Linked DNA regions of Oryctolagus cuniculus: region 1 is linked to region 2. Evidence: chromatin contacts called from public Micro-C data. All regions are on one chromosome and are shown on one strand. Each heading gives the region's core, a stretch centred on a gene start, on an enhancer-like site or on the middle of the called end of the contact. The rest is flanking DNA. Distances are from core to core; before and after follow the strand shown.

The links. A called contact is a pair of places that touch in the nucleus more often than the background predicts.
Region 1: a Micro-C map of ear pinna shows a contact between it and region 2, with 5 times the contacts expected there. The contact joins the enhancer-like site here to the promoter of CLDN1 in region 2. A contact is called at or near these places in 6 of 6 Hi-C or Micro-C datasets (ear pinna, embryonic fibroblasts, liver and 3 more).

The regions. Positions count from the first base shown.
Region 1 is chr4:89,357,612-89,364,043 of mOryCun1.1, forward strand. No RefSeq gene overlaps it. Among named protein-coding and RNA genes, the nearest start is that of CLDN1, 94 kb to the left of the region's middle. Within about 2 kb of position 4,295, at least 1 of the 8 cell types and tissues checked has an H3K27ac peak or open chromatin away from gene starts, as enhancers often do. A contact at or near this core is called in ear pinna, where this site is marked.
Region 2 is chr4:89,264,834-89,271,428 of mOryCun1.1, forward strand. CLDN1 (claudin 1) reads left to right here and starts at 1,941. Exons shown (of 4, transcript NM_001089316.1): 1 at 1,941-2,152. The coding sequence starts at 1,941.

The sequences.
Region 1 (6,432 bases), core at 3,045-5,544, 95 kb after region 2:
AATACTGACTCATGCATTCAGAGCAAAGGACTATGACAGATGCAAACAACCTTAAAATAGAGAAAATACTTTTAAACACACATACAAACAACATGAAAGGAAATTAAAAACAAAAAACAAAAGTATTGTGGTAAAATGGTAACAGGTAAGTTAGGATGAATACTATATGAAGATTCCTTGTATGATTATCATTATGCAACCTTTTGTAAGTTTGAAACTATTTTCAATTAGAAAGTTAAAAATTAAAAGTAAAGCAAAGTTGATGTCTTATCCCTTCCAATGCAAATAATTCATATGCTAAATTACATATATGAGGGGACTTCAAAAAGTTCATGGAAAATTGAGATTAAAAGGCACATTTATTTTGGTGCAAAAATAAAATTTGAGATCCATATACGACATTTTTATAATAGGCACTTCCATGAATTTTTTGAAAACTTGCTGTATGCATGGAATTCAAGTATTTTTGCATGAAAATAAAGTTGTTTTAATTTTATTTTGCTATTAACTTTTTGAAGAACTCTTGTATTTGGTAGATGGAGTCTTTGTCAAATATTTTTTTTGGTTTGTGGCTTACATGAAGGTGTTTATGTTTACATCATCAAATCATTCATATTCCATTATTTTTTCTGTTCTCTTTTTATTATTATTGTTATTATAAGTCTGAAGTTTAGTAAAAAATATCCAGTGCTTTGAAGCCAAATCACAGTTCTTTGACCAAAACTCATGTAATTCAGAACATGTTTTCTAAACTATTTGAGCCTTTACCTCCTATTTGCTAAAAAAAAAAAAAGAGTTCCCCTCTGACGTTAATCTGAAAATATTCCCTCATTCACATTTTAACATCTGTAAAATTAAACACTACAATTAATAACTTGTTATTAAAAATTTAATAATACTTGTAAGGGATATATGAAATAGTAAATATTATGTATGTAAATAATAAATAAAATGCAATATTTGGGACGGGCATTTGGTATAGCTTGGGATGCCAACTTCCCACATTGAAGCGTCCTGGCTCCACTTCTCATTCCAGCTTCCTGCTAATGTTCACCCTGGGAGGCAGCAAGTAATGGCTCAAGTGGTTGTACTCCTGCCACCCATGAGTGAGACCCAAATGAACTTTCCAGCGCCTGACTTCAGTCTGGCCCAGCCCTCACTGTTAATGGGCATTTGTGGAAATCTCTCATCTGCCTGTCTATCTCTCCATCTGTCTCTTTTCTTTTAAAATAAATTAAATGAAATTTAAAATATATACAGTAGTTATTTTTAAAAATAAGTTAGGATTATATGTAATAAAATTTAAATTAGTTAGAACTCACTAGCCATAGAATGTGGCTTTATGACTTTGTCATCATTTTTTTTTTTTTGACAGGTAGAGTTAGACAGTGAGAGAGAGAGAGAGTGAGAGAGAGAGGTCTTTCTTCTGTTGGTTCATTCCCCAAATGGCCTCTACGGTTGGCGCTGCGCCTATCCAAAGCCAGGAGCCAGGTACTTCTTCCTGGTCTCCCATGTGGATGCAGGGGCCCAAGCACTTGGGCTATCCTCTACTGCCCTCCCGGGCCACAGCAGAGAGCTGGACTGGAAGAGGAGCAACAGGGACTAGAACCCGGCACCCATATGGCATGCTGGCACCACAGGCGGAGGATTAACCAAGTGAGCCATGGCACCGGCCCCGATCATATTGTTAATATTTTCTGAATCTCTGAGTATATCTGAAAATGGAACCACTGCACCACAGAGAATTTTAAAACCAGTAACATAAATGGAGCTATATATAGAGAACTCCTGCTGTATGCCAGGCACTGTCCTGGGTCTTCTACATTCTTTTATTTTATTTTATTTTATTTTATTTTATTTTATTTTATTTTTGACAGGCAGAGTGGACAGCGAGAGAGAGAGAGACAGAGAGAGAAAGGTCTTCCTTTTGCCGTTGGTTCACCCTCCAATGGCCGCCGCTGCTGCCGGCGCACCGCGCTGATCCGATGGCAGGAGCCAGGAGCCAGGTGCTTTTCCTGGTCTCCCATGGGGTGCAGGGCCCAAGCACCTGGGCCATCCTCCATTGCACTCCCTGGCCACAGCAGAGAGCTGGCCTGGAAGAGGGGCAACCGGGACAGAATCCGGCGCCCCAACCGGGACTAGAACCCAGTGTGCCGGCCCCACAAGGTGGAGGATTAGCCTATTGAGCCACGGCGCCGGCCTCCTGGGTCTTCTACATTCATTAATTTAATCCTCACAGTTCTTCACTGAGGTATCCTGACAGCAGACACAAGAAACCAACACATGGAAGAGTTAAGCAACTGCTCAAAGTTGTCTAGTGAGTGGAGATTTGGACTGTCAGGCTTGAGAATCCACACTGTTAGCCAACACACTTGACTGCACATCACATGGTTAAAAAGTGGTTTCTAGTCGAGAATTGCTCAGATAATTTGTGTCCTTCTAGCTTTTATTTACTTAATTTTTGAAAGAATTTATCTTACATCCTGGAGACAAATAGACTAAGTCCAGTTATCATGTTTTATTGACTTAGTAAAAGGAGACTACAGGGGTGGGTATCATGGCTCAGCAGGTTAAGCCACCCACATCCCATGTTGGAGTGCATGAGATTGAGTCCAAGGTCTACTTCCAATCTTACTTCTTGCTAATGTACCTGGGAGGCAGTAGATGATCTCTAAGTTCTTGGGTCCTGTACCCATGTGGGAGGCCTAGTTGGAGTTTCAGGCTCCTGGCTTTGGCCTGGCCCAGCCCTGACAGTTACAGCCAGCATTTAGGCAGTGAAATAGCAGATTCAGGAAATCTCTTTCAAACCTCTCTCTCCTCTCTCTCCTTTCAAATAAATACATGATACTTAACATACATAAAAAAGAAACTAATGAGAATATATGACATCTATTTATTGTTGATATCTCTTCACTTTACAGCATCTGCATCAAGTAGGGACTATTGCAAAACTCGAGTTAGTTGCTAAATGAACATTTCTCTGATCCTGACTTCTGGGAAGCTCTTTCATTTGGTGAAGTATTTGCTTCTGTAGCACTCAGAATAGTCTTGCTTTTAGTTCCAATAGCACTTCATTTTGTGTTCTTCATCCCAAATATTTTCATCTCACTTTTAAATCTTCCATTTTGCAACACTGAACACTGGACTCCTTTACAGAATCTCTATATGTTTTTAGGTACCTGCACTCTCAAGCCAACTTCCCTGTAATATCAGTCATGGGAATAATCATTATTTTTTGTCAGAATTGTTTGACATATTTTCATAGATGTAGCAATATAGGAAAGAACTTAAGATATAGTTGTGTAGAAAAAATAATATTATTTCTAAAAGTGTCTTCTTTTAATTTCCACATTACTTTTCCTAAGTCACTTGTGCCACAAATACTGATTTCTTTAAAAAAAAAAGAAAGAAAGAAAGAAAAAAGTAAGCCAGTCTTCTGGGGCAGGGCATTGAAGCTCAGTAGATTAAGCCTTGATTGGGACACCCACATCCCATATCAGAGTGTCAGAGTCTCAATTATTCCATCTTCTTGTTAATACATCCTGAGAAACAACAGATAAGGCCCAAATGCTTGGGCCATGTTACTCACATGGAAGTTGCAGATGGAGTTTCAGTTTCTTTGCCCTGGCTGTGCCCCAATTTATGTGGGTGTTTGAGAACTGAACAATTGTATGGAAGATCTCTCTCCCATACTCTGTTGCTCTACCTTTCAAATAGATGAAAATAAACTGTTTAAGAAGTCTTCTGACGGTTTACTACACATATCTACATTGCATACTAGCAAGGCACTTTTAAAGTGAAAAAGGGTGGACCTGTGTTTGGAAGTGAGGAACTCTTTTCATGGAGGTTGGAAAACAAGTCCCACAGGTTTAGATAAGGCCCCTGGGGTACAGAGGCAGCCTCAAAGAACCACAGAGTTGGAAGGATATAATCATGACTTGCCAACTCACACTTCAGGAGCAAGGCCTAACATTGGTTTCCTTGAGAAAGATACTCCCATTTAAATGGTGACTTATGATTGCACCTATATGTTTCTGAATGAGTAAGAAATTGGTATTATAAGAGCTTGTAAAATCATACAAACAAGTAAAACATAATCTAGTAAAAGAGATTGATGAGTTCCCAGTAGGGGAGATTTACAGTTGCACAAGTAACTCTAAAAGAAGCAAAACACCCAAGTACTCTACTAGAGACATAAGCTATGAACTGTGGTTATATCTTATTATCAAGGGAAGCTTCAGAAAATGTTTGCAGTGAATAATGTCTGGGGTCTGGAAAGTTAGAGTTGGTAAAGAACATTCATGCTGAAAGCACACTGTTAAATAGAGACCTGTGGGCATCTGTATGTAAGAATGATAATAAAATAGTTCAGTGTCTCTTGTAAGCTCCAGCGATGGACAGAAAGACTTGGTGGGGAATAAAATGACATTTTTATGAACTAAACAGGAACAACCATCTAGGATTTGTTTTTACTTGGTGAGTGACTCTGAGTCTAGGTAAGAATGGAGGATTTTATAGACACCTTACCTTAAAGTTCTCTAAGGTTTGTCTGTGTCTTCTGTGCTGTACCCTAGCAGTAGAGAAGAAGAAAGAGGTATTATAGGGCCACACTTCTCCACCTAGAAAATCAGCTAAGCTCACTCATGAGGATTTTAAGGTATATAATATAAAAGTCTCATCTCAATAGCACTAAAGTTTGCACATTTGACATGCAAAGAAGTTTCAGAAGACAATTTTAATTTCTGTAATATTCCTTGAATTCTTCATTATTTGGTTTGTCCTCCCTCCCTTCCTACCTTCCCTCATTCCTTCTCTCCTTCCTTCCTTCCTTTCTCTCTCCCTCTATCTTCTCCCTTCCTCCCTCACTTCCTCTTTCTCTTTCCTTTACATGTATTTTCTATTAAGTGAGGAGTGGTTAATCCTGTATTTCTCACCTATAAACATCCCTGATGATGAGCCTTTTCAAATCACTTCCTGTTTACTACTATCCCAAACATGTTTTCAATGACAAGGTGGGCATTTTTCAATAAAGACAAAGGTGGAGAACATTCAGTTGTGTGTTTCAAGCATTTCTAGTAAGTGAATCAGGCCTCCACCTGACAAAGTAAGTCGACTCTTGACTCCAAGTGACCCTTCAAACTGCCATGCGGGAGCAACCTTCAAAAGTCTAGTTAGCTGTGAATTGAGTAACTCCAGGTGGCACCTATAATGGTGGTACTGTGATGATGGAATCAGTCAAGAATGAATTAACAGAATGATTTTAGAAAGGTTGATGTCATTTAAAACCTCAATCATCCAAATAAAAAAAAAGAATGTGAAATGGTAACTTCCTGTGCCATCTCCCTTAGGGTCTGAATGTCCACAGAAAGAGACCATTCTTCCTCTGTTTCAGTGATGTTTCTGTATCACAAGGAGGGGTAATTTGAATAATGCTTGAGCTCAGACCTGGTTTCACGGTGAGGCCTCATATTCAGTACCTGAGAAACAGAGATTGTACAGAAAGAACAGAAGAGAGCTACACTGGGAGAATTATATGCTTTAGAATCAGAAAGTCCACATTTATATCCCTCATTCAGCTGCCACCCTAGTTATGCCTCTCTGTCTAAATTTACTTGAGTTTTTCTAGATAATGGAATATGAGGAAGGCAAACAGTTAACAATACTGGGTTTTTTGTTGTTTTTTTTTTTAAAGATTTATTTATTTATTTAAAAGTCAGAGTTACAGAGAGAAAGAAGGAGAATGGGGGGGGAGGGGTGTCTTTCACCCACTGGTTCACTCCCCAGTTGGCTGCAATGGCTAGAGTTGCGCTGATCTGAAGCCAGGAGCCAGGAGCTTCGTCTGGGTCTTCCACATGGATTCAGGGGCCCAAGAACTTGGGCCATCTTCTACTTCTTTCCCAGGCACATTAGCAGGGAGCTAGATTGGAAGTGGAGCAGTCAGGATTCGAACTGGCACCCATATGGGATGACAGTACTGCAGGCAGCCACTTAACCAGCTACACCACAGTGCCAGCCTCAATAATACTGATAGAAAAAACTTAAGAATAAAATAGCATCATACGTCTAGAAGTACCTCATAGACTAGTGAGTCCCAAACTGTAATAAAAATCACCCAGGGATCTTATTAAAATATACATCCCTATTTGGTAGGGCTAAGATGACGCCAAGGAAATCTGCCTTTCTAACCAACTCCCAGGTAATCTTCCAGGCTACTGGTGTACTGAGCACTTTCAAAAGAGCCAGGTGATAGAAATAATGTTCTAAATTCCTTGGATGCCATTAACTGATTTTAACAAGCTATCAAGGAAGGCTATTTTAGCCTTTACATTTTAATTCTTTCCCTCCTTCCCTCCTTCACCAACTTCTACCCTAACCCTCCACACTATCCCACATATCTGGCAGTAACATAGGGGCTCAATTTTCATGACTAGC
Region 2 (6,595 bases), core at 691-3,190:
AAATCAGTAAGGTCAACTGCAGCTGGTACTCCTTCATCCACACTGACAGGCTTCATTCACACTCCCAGAACATCCACCTGAACCCAGAAACTAGTCCTGACTATAGGTCCCGATGCTGGAGCTGCAGCATGGACATGGCTTGCACTACAGAGCTTACTTAGAGCTTTTGTGGGGTCTGAGGAAGCTGACAGAAGGCCGGCACTCACTTATGCTAACCTTGCTTACTCAAAATCAAATCTCTTCACCCAGCTCCTATCTTATCCTCTTCATTCCTCCCCATCCCACCCCATCCCCCACCACCCCATGCAGACCAGTCATTTAGCCTTAAGCCTTCACAAAAGGCATCTGGAGATAGGCAGGTGGAGGTGAGGGTGGTAGATGTTTTGTCACTCCTCTGATTCCCACTCTGAACACTTTTACTATTCCTTCCTTGCCACACACTTGTAGCTCCCATAATATATATGAGCACATCTTGTTTTCCTCTTTGTATGCTTGTTTCTGCCTCCTAAATGCTTCCGTTTTTACTAAAACCATAGAAACTTCTCCTCCCACCACACTTACACCACACACAAGAAACAGTTGGGAAAACATTGTAATTGTTCCCAACCACAGCACCACTTCTGAATAACTATGAGGAGGAAAGCTTTGAGAGATCCATAAGGGAAACTAAAGGCTCAACTAGACCAAAACATGAGGGGGCGGCACAGACAGCGACTGTAAAAGTCAGAGCCAGAACCCAAACTTCCTAAATCCCAGCCCTGTCCTCCTGGCACTGCAGAGAGATTGTTCTGATGCACTCACCTTGGATGAATGACATTCGATAATCCATTAATGCAACAGCCTAGAGCAGGACTGGGATGCTGGCTGGGTCCCTCTGCTAATGAAGTGCTGCTGTAAGACAGACTGCTGTGGTGAAGATTGGGGTGTGTGTGGGTGTGTGTGTGTGGGTGTGTGTGGGTGTGTGGTGGACTGAGCTGCCTCCATTTTCAAATGGCCCATAACAGATGATAGAATTGATTTAAGAGTGGTACTTCAGGGAGTAGAAGGCAGAGTGAGGCAAGAACTGTGCACACTACCAGCTTGCTGTGTGATTCTATGGAAAACACGTTTCCTCTTTGGATCTCAAGTTCCTTCTATAGAACGTGCAAAGATCTCTAAAGACCCTCACGTTGGGAAGACCTTGAAATGGTAGAGCAGCAGCACAGGAGAAATGGCAGGCAGTTGAACAAGGAAGAGGAAATGTGTGTGGGAAGGATGCAGTTAGACAGCAATTATTTTTAATAAGATCCAGGGGAAAAAATTAAAAAGGGAAACCGGAGAAAGCAAAACAGAGAAATAGAAGCTCTTGAGGACTCCATTTTTCCCCTCGATGAATTTTTATTGTTTGCATACTAGTACATAGTATTTTGGGGGTAAATGTCGAGTAAATGAATGAACAGCCCGAGAAGCCTGCCAAGAGTGAGAAGAGATTAGGAAGCAGCGGCCCAGCAGCATTCCTGGTGCCTGGTCCTCTTCAGGGGTGGTCCTCACAACACCTAGAACATTCCCTCCAGGGACTCCTGGCTGCCTCAGACACCTGCGCGCCCCGCCGCCCTCCATGTGGGCCACCGTGAAACCGCCAGGGGGCGCTGACTGGCTGCGGCCGGAACGAAGCTGCTTGCTTTAAATTGCAGCGCCCAGCGGTTCTGCGTTTCAGTCCCCGACCCTGGGAGCAACGACAACTTCTCGCGTTTCAACTCCAGCGCCAAGCAAGACGCGGATCTGGACTCCTACCCAAAGCCTCCCCAGCGGCGGCGCAACGAGTAGACCTCCACGCAGTAACTTCCTAGGCTCGGCCCAGCTACCTCTGGGAGCCCCAAGTGCGCACCTGCAAACTCTCCGCCTTCTACACCTGCCAACCCTGAGCCAGCGCGGGCGCCAGAGCGAGCCATGGCCAACGCGGGTCTGCAGCTGTTGGGCTTCATCCTGGCCTTCCTGGGTTGGATCGGCTCCATCGTCAGCACCGCCCTGCCTCAATGGAAGATTTACTCCTATGCCGGCGACAGCATCGTGACCGCCCAAGCCATCTACGAGGGGCTTTGGATGTCTTGTGTGTCGCAGAGCACCGGGCAGATCCAGTGCAAAGTCTTCGACTCTTTGCTGAATCTCAACAGTGAGTGCATCCCCCAACCCACAACCGCTGCCCAGAGTCCCCAACCCCTACTGGCCATTTATTCTGTTTTGTGACAACCTTGTTATCAGTTTTTAGTTGATCCAAGTCTTCTGATCATGTGTTTTGTCATGAGGAAGTGAAGAGTACCTTGGCTTGGGAAAAGCAGACACCCAGCCTAAGCTGCAGTTTCGCCTCTGACTCGCTGGTAAAACTTTTCTCCCCTCTAGGCAGAATTTTATTTTAAATTCCCGTGAGGGTGGGTGGAAATTGGGATATTGAAGACCAGGTTTGAACTTGACAGCTTATTCTTCTTCTGGTTCTTGTAAGATTCTGCATATCTTGAGGATTGATTGGTAGGGTTCAGGCATAAAAATTGTATACTTGGTAATTCTTCCAAGTGCGTAAAGTTAAATAGATAATCCAAAATTATTAAATAAGATATATTTTCAATAAATCTTTACTATGGCTTCTTAGAAAAAATATTTAAGTCTTTCAAAGGGAGGGGGGAGAAAGAGGAGAAAGAATCTTCCATCTGTTAATTCACTCAACAGTTAGGGCTGGACCCAGGGGAAGCTAGGAACTCAGAACTCCACCCAGGTCTCCTACATGGGTGGTAGAGACCCAATATTTGAACCACCATCTGCTGCCTCCCAGGGTGCACATTAGCAAAATACTGGAATTGAGAAGGGAGCCAAGACTCAAACCCAAGCACTCAGATAGGAAATGCAGGTGTTCAAAGCAGCATCTTAACACCTGCACCAAACACCCACCCTAACTTTTCACAATAAAAGTCAGATTCCCACATCATAGGTTCCATCTCAGTCAGTGTCTTCTACCACGTTTGTGGTGGCCTCTCTCTCTCTCTTTCTTTCTTTCTCTCTCTCTCTCTCTCTCTCTCTCTCTCTTTCTTTCTTCCTCTATTTACTTCTTTTTTTTTTGTTTTAAGATACAGTAATTCCAGGAAAGTCCCTTCCAAGACTCTCTGATGAAGCTTCTAGAGATTTACTTTGGAACCTGGGTCCTCAGAAGAGGCAGAAAGTTTATTTCCAAAAGGGAAGGTTAATGACACATTGAAAAGATTATCAAGCAAAATTGTTTTGTAACCTCCCCAAATAACATGAAGGGAAGTAAAATAGGTCTTAAGGAAAATGGAGTCAAGAAGACAGAGTTGGCGAAGGCCCAGATCAGCTGGAAAAGAGAGGCGATGAGAAGAGGGGGCTCTCCACATTCGCACCTGTGGTGTGGGAATTTCTGTGTGATAGGTGTCTGCCATTGGTCAAGCTGGAAAGAATTATGTGGAGAGGAATATTTCTAAGGATGTTCAATATGAAGATATTGGATGACTCCCCTGTTTTAGATAAAAGGTTTCAGTATCATGTCAGAAAACTGCCTCATTCTCACTTATCACCTTGAAGAAAAGCTTCCTTAGTCTTCTCCTAAATAAACAAGACTGCATCTGCCCCATTGTGTGCCCAGTGTGGGAAGCGCTGGCACTACTCATATCTACTGCGTTTGCTTTGTCCACCTCCTGGCCAGGGATGACTACTGACAGTGCATGTGAAAAGCCGAATAGTTATTAAATACATTCCAAATCCACTTTAGTAACTTGAACACCTGTAGAATTTGGTCAGGTTGTATGATGGTTTTGAGTGTTGTCATTGTAACTTTTCAAGGTTCTCATGTTAGAACTACTTTATAGCAAGACTAATCTAAAAGGTCAATCATTAAGGGATGCTTGTTGACCTCCTGAGTTATAATTATACCTTCTAAGTGAGTAGTTGGAAAATACTCATTAAATTTCCCCCATGAAAAAGTTAATACCTTTGAGAAATGTATTAACACACAATTTTAGAGAATTCCTTCCTGTTTTATTTTGTGTTAATGCAAACAAGATTTTGCTTTTGGTTTTGGTTGAAGCCATAGTTTATCCAAGGTGAGACTGAGGCCTTTCTCGAAAAACCAATTCCCAGAGGAGGGAAACTTGACTCACAGGTTCTCTCTTCTAACCTACCGATGACTCACTGGATGCCTTTGGCTGGAGCTAAGAAACTCTGTCTCTGTTTCTCCACCTGGGAAGTGATATTGACGCCCACCAGATGTAGACATCTGGTGATGATTCATTGGCTGGTTTTGGTATAGTTCTGTGACATAGAGAGATGAAAAGAATCATCTCTGTGTCTATAAGTAATGTACCTCATAAAAAATTGAGTTTCATAAAATGCTTTTAGATGAAAAGCTGGTCCATAGGTTTCCTGAAATTATACTTTACTCTCTTTGCCAGTGGAAACTATTTGGCATCTGAGAGTCTAGATGCAGGAATTTATCAAGGTTTTAGCACTGGACACATTAAAATCCCTATTTCCCTGCTTTAACTGATGCCAATTGTAGAAATCACATGGCCTTTAGAAGGTATCTAAAGAGGTACACAATGCTTACACCATATATAATGAAGACTGTAGGCAGTATAGGAAATTAGATACACCATGGCTCCTTTTGGGTAGTTCTTGCCAACAGTTGATGAAAATATAACTGAGAAATTCCATGAAGAAACAAACATTACACTGTGTGTTGTGGTTTTACAATGAGTGAGATGGTTTCAATTCTGTCCAGTTTATGATGTTTGTTGACATTAATGGATCCTACAGCTGAAAGTTGTAATATCCACAGGAGTGTTTTCATGAAGTACACTTTTCTTGACTAACCTGTGTATTTTGTTTTGTTTTGATCCAAGTATTGAACTTTGGGGAAATTAGTTTCTACCAACTTGTGTTTTATTGCTTGATTGCTTCTTCTTGCGTGACTTCAATAACTAGAACTATATGAAGATTGGACTCCCCTGAAGGCTGCATGGTGGGAGGTGTGCAACCAAAGAATAAGTAAGCATTTTGTAGGAATGCTGTGGGGAAGATCCAAGCACCAGACAAATGGGAGGTTAGGCTAGACTCTCTTAGTCTCATCTAACCCTGAGATTCTGTAATTTGTTTATAAGCTCCTCTGGCCTGTTTAACTTGCTCTGCATGAATCCACATGTGTGTAGGTGTGTTTAATGAGTACTGGTTGTCGTGAGATTTCCCAGCACTCTCACCATGATGTCAGGCTCAATCAGAGACAAAATCACTGACTTGGACAGTCTTTGAAGCAGACAGAGAGGAGGGCAACAGGGCACCCACTCATGCTTCTCCAGACTGTGTTATGCCTGCTACACCAGGGGTAGTCAGAGGGCCATTGATGCTCATATCTGTTTCAAGAATTAATTCATCTGTTGGAATGATGGAAGTTGAAACAAAAGTCAAACTTTGAGATCAGAAGTTCTCACTTTTTATCATGGTCTTGCACCAGTATCCATATATATAAAGTGACCTCCTTGATATTCCTTGGCTCAAATTATTTCTCCACATATAAAATAGACAAGGTAGAAGGAATGGTGAAATGAATCCAAGGTTCACTCGTCCCTTAAACAAACGTGAAAAGGGCCTATTCTTGCTCCTGTGGATGTAGCTAAGCTAATTTCTAATGTTTCTTCTGGTGCCACCATTCTTTACCACTAACTTCAGTGATAGAAAGGGAAAAAAACAGTGACATAGCTCAGCTCTCCTTGATTGGAGCGATGATTAAGTGTCATGGGGGTAATACAGGAGCATAATTTTAATCCTGTAGCACATTTTCTAAGAAACACACACACACACACACCAGATATCAAAACGTCTCAGGATATCCTGAAAAATTGTCAGTGCTGACTTATCCCAGACCAATTTTTCAGGGTTTATGTTCTGAGGTCACGACAGCTCATGCTCCGATAAAATAGAAATACCATCAATGAGGACTGTTGTGAAACTCTAATGTTTAGTAAAAGTGAAAAATCTAAAAAGTGGAAACTCTTTGGAAGTACAGTTCAGTGACAGTCTGTGATGATCTCATCTAACTAGAAGGAGAAGAGAGATTTTGTGTTCTAGTCATCCAAGTTATGAAGCAACTGCTGATATAAAGAGGGACTGTGTGAGGATGGAGTCATGAATGAAGTCTATTTTGTTGGTGGCATAAAGCACATAGGGTAATATTATGGTAGTGAAACTTGTAAACAGCCTAAATAATGTCAGTTATTTACAGGAGGTTCTGCTGCTTATGTAGCAAGAATTTGAAGATTTAGGAAAAAAGTTCCACACGCTTGTCCATGCTTGCCTTTCCACACTTGTGTTGATTAACTTAACTACACTAGATCAGTAACGCTCAACTTATTTCTTGTCTTATAAGTAGAGATCTTTGTAAGTATTTTTTTAATTATACTTTCAGGTTGAAAATGGTGAGAACTCCTTAGGGGGTCTTTAATCTCAAGATTATTGGTCTAGCTAAGTATAATTAAAAGGTTGCCTTCTCTGTTTACTGCTGAATAATGATGAGAAACAATAGTGTAGCTTTTTGAATGTTTGCTAACCAAATTCTCCA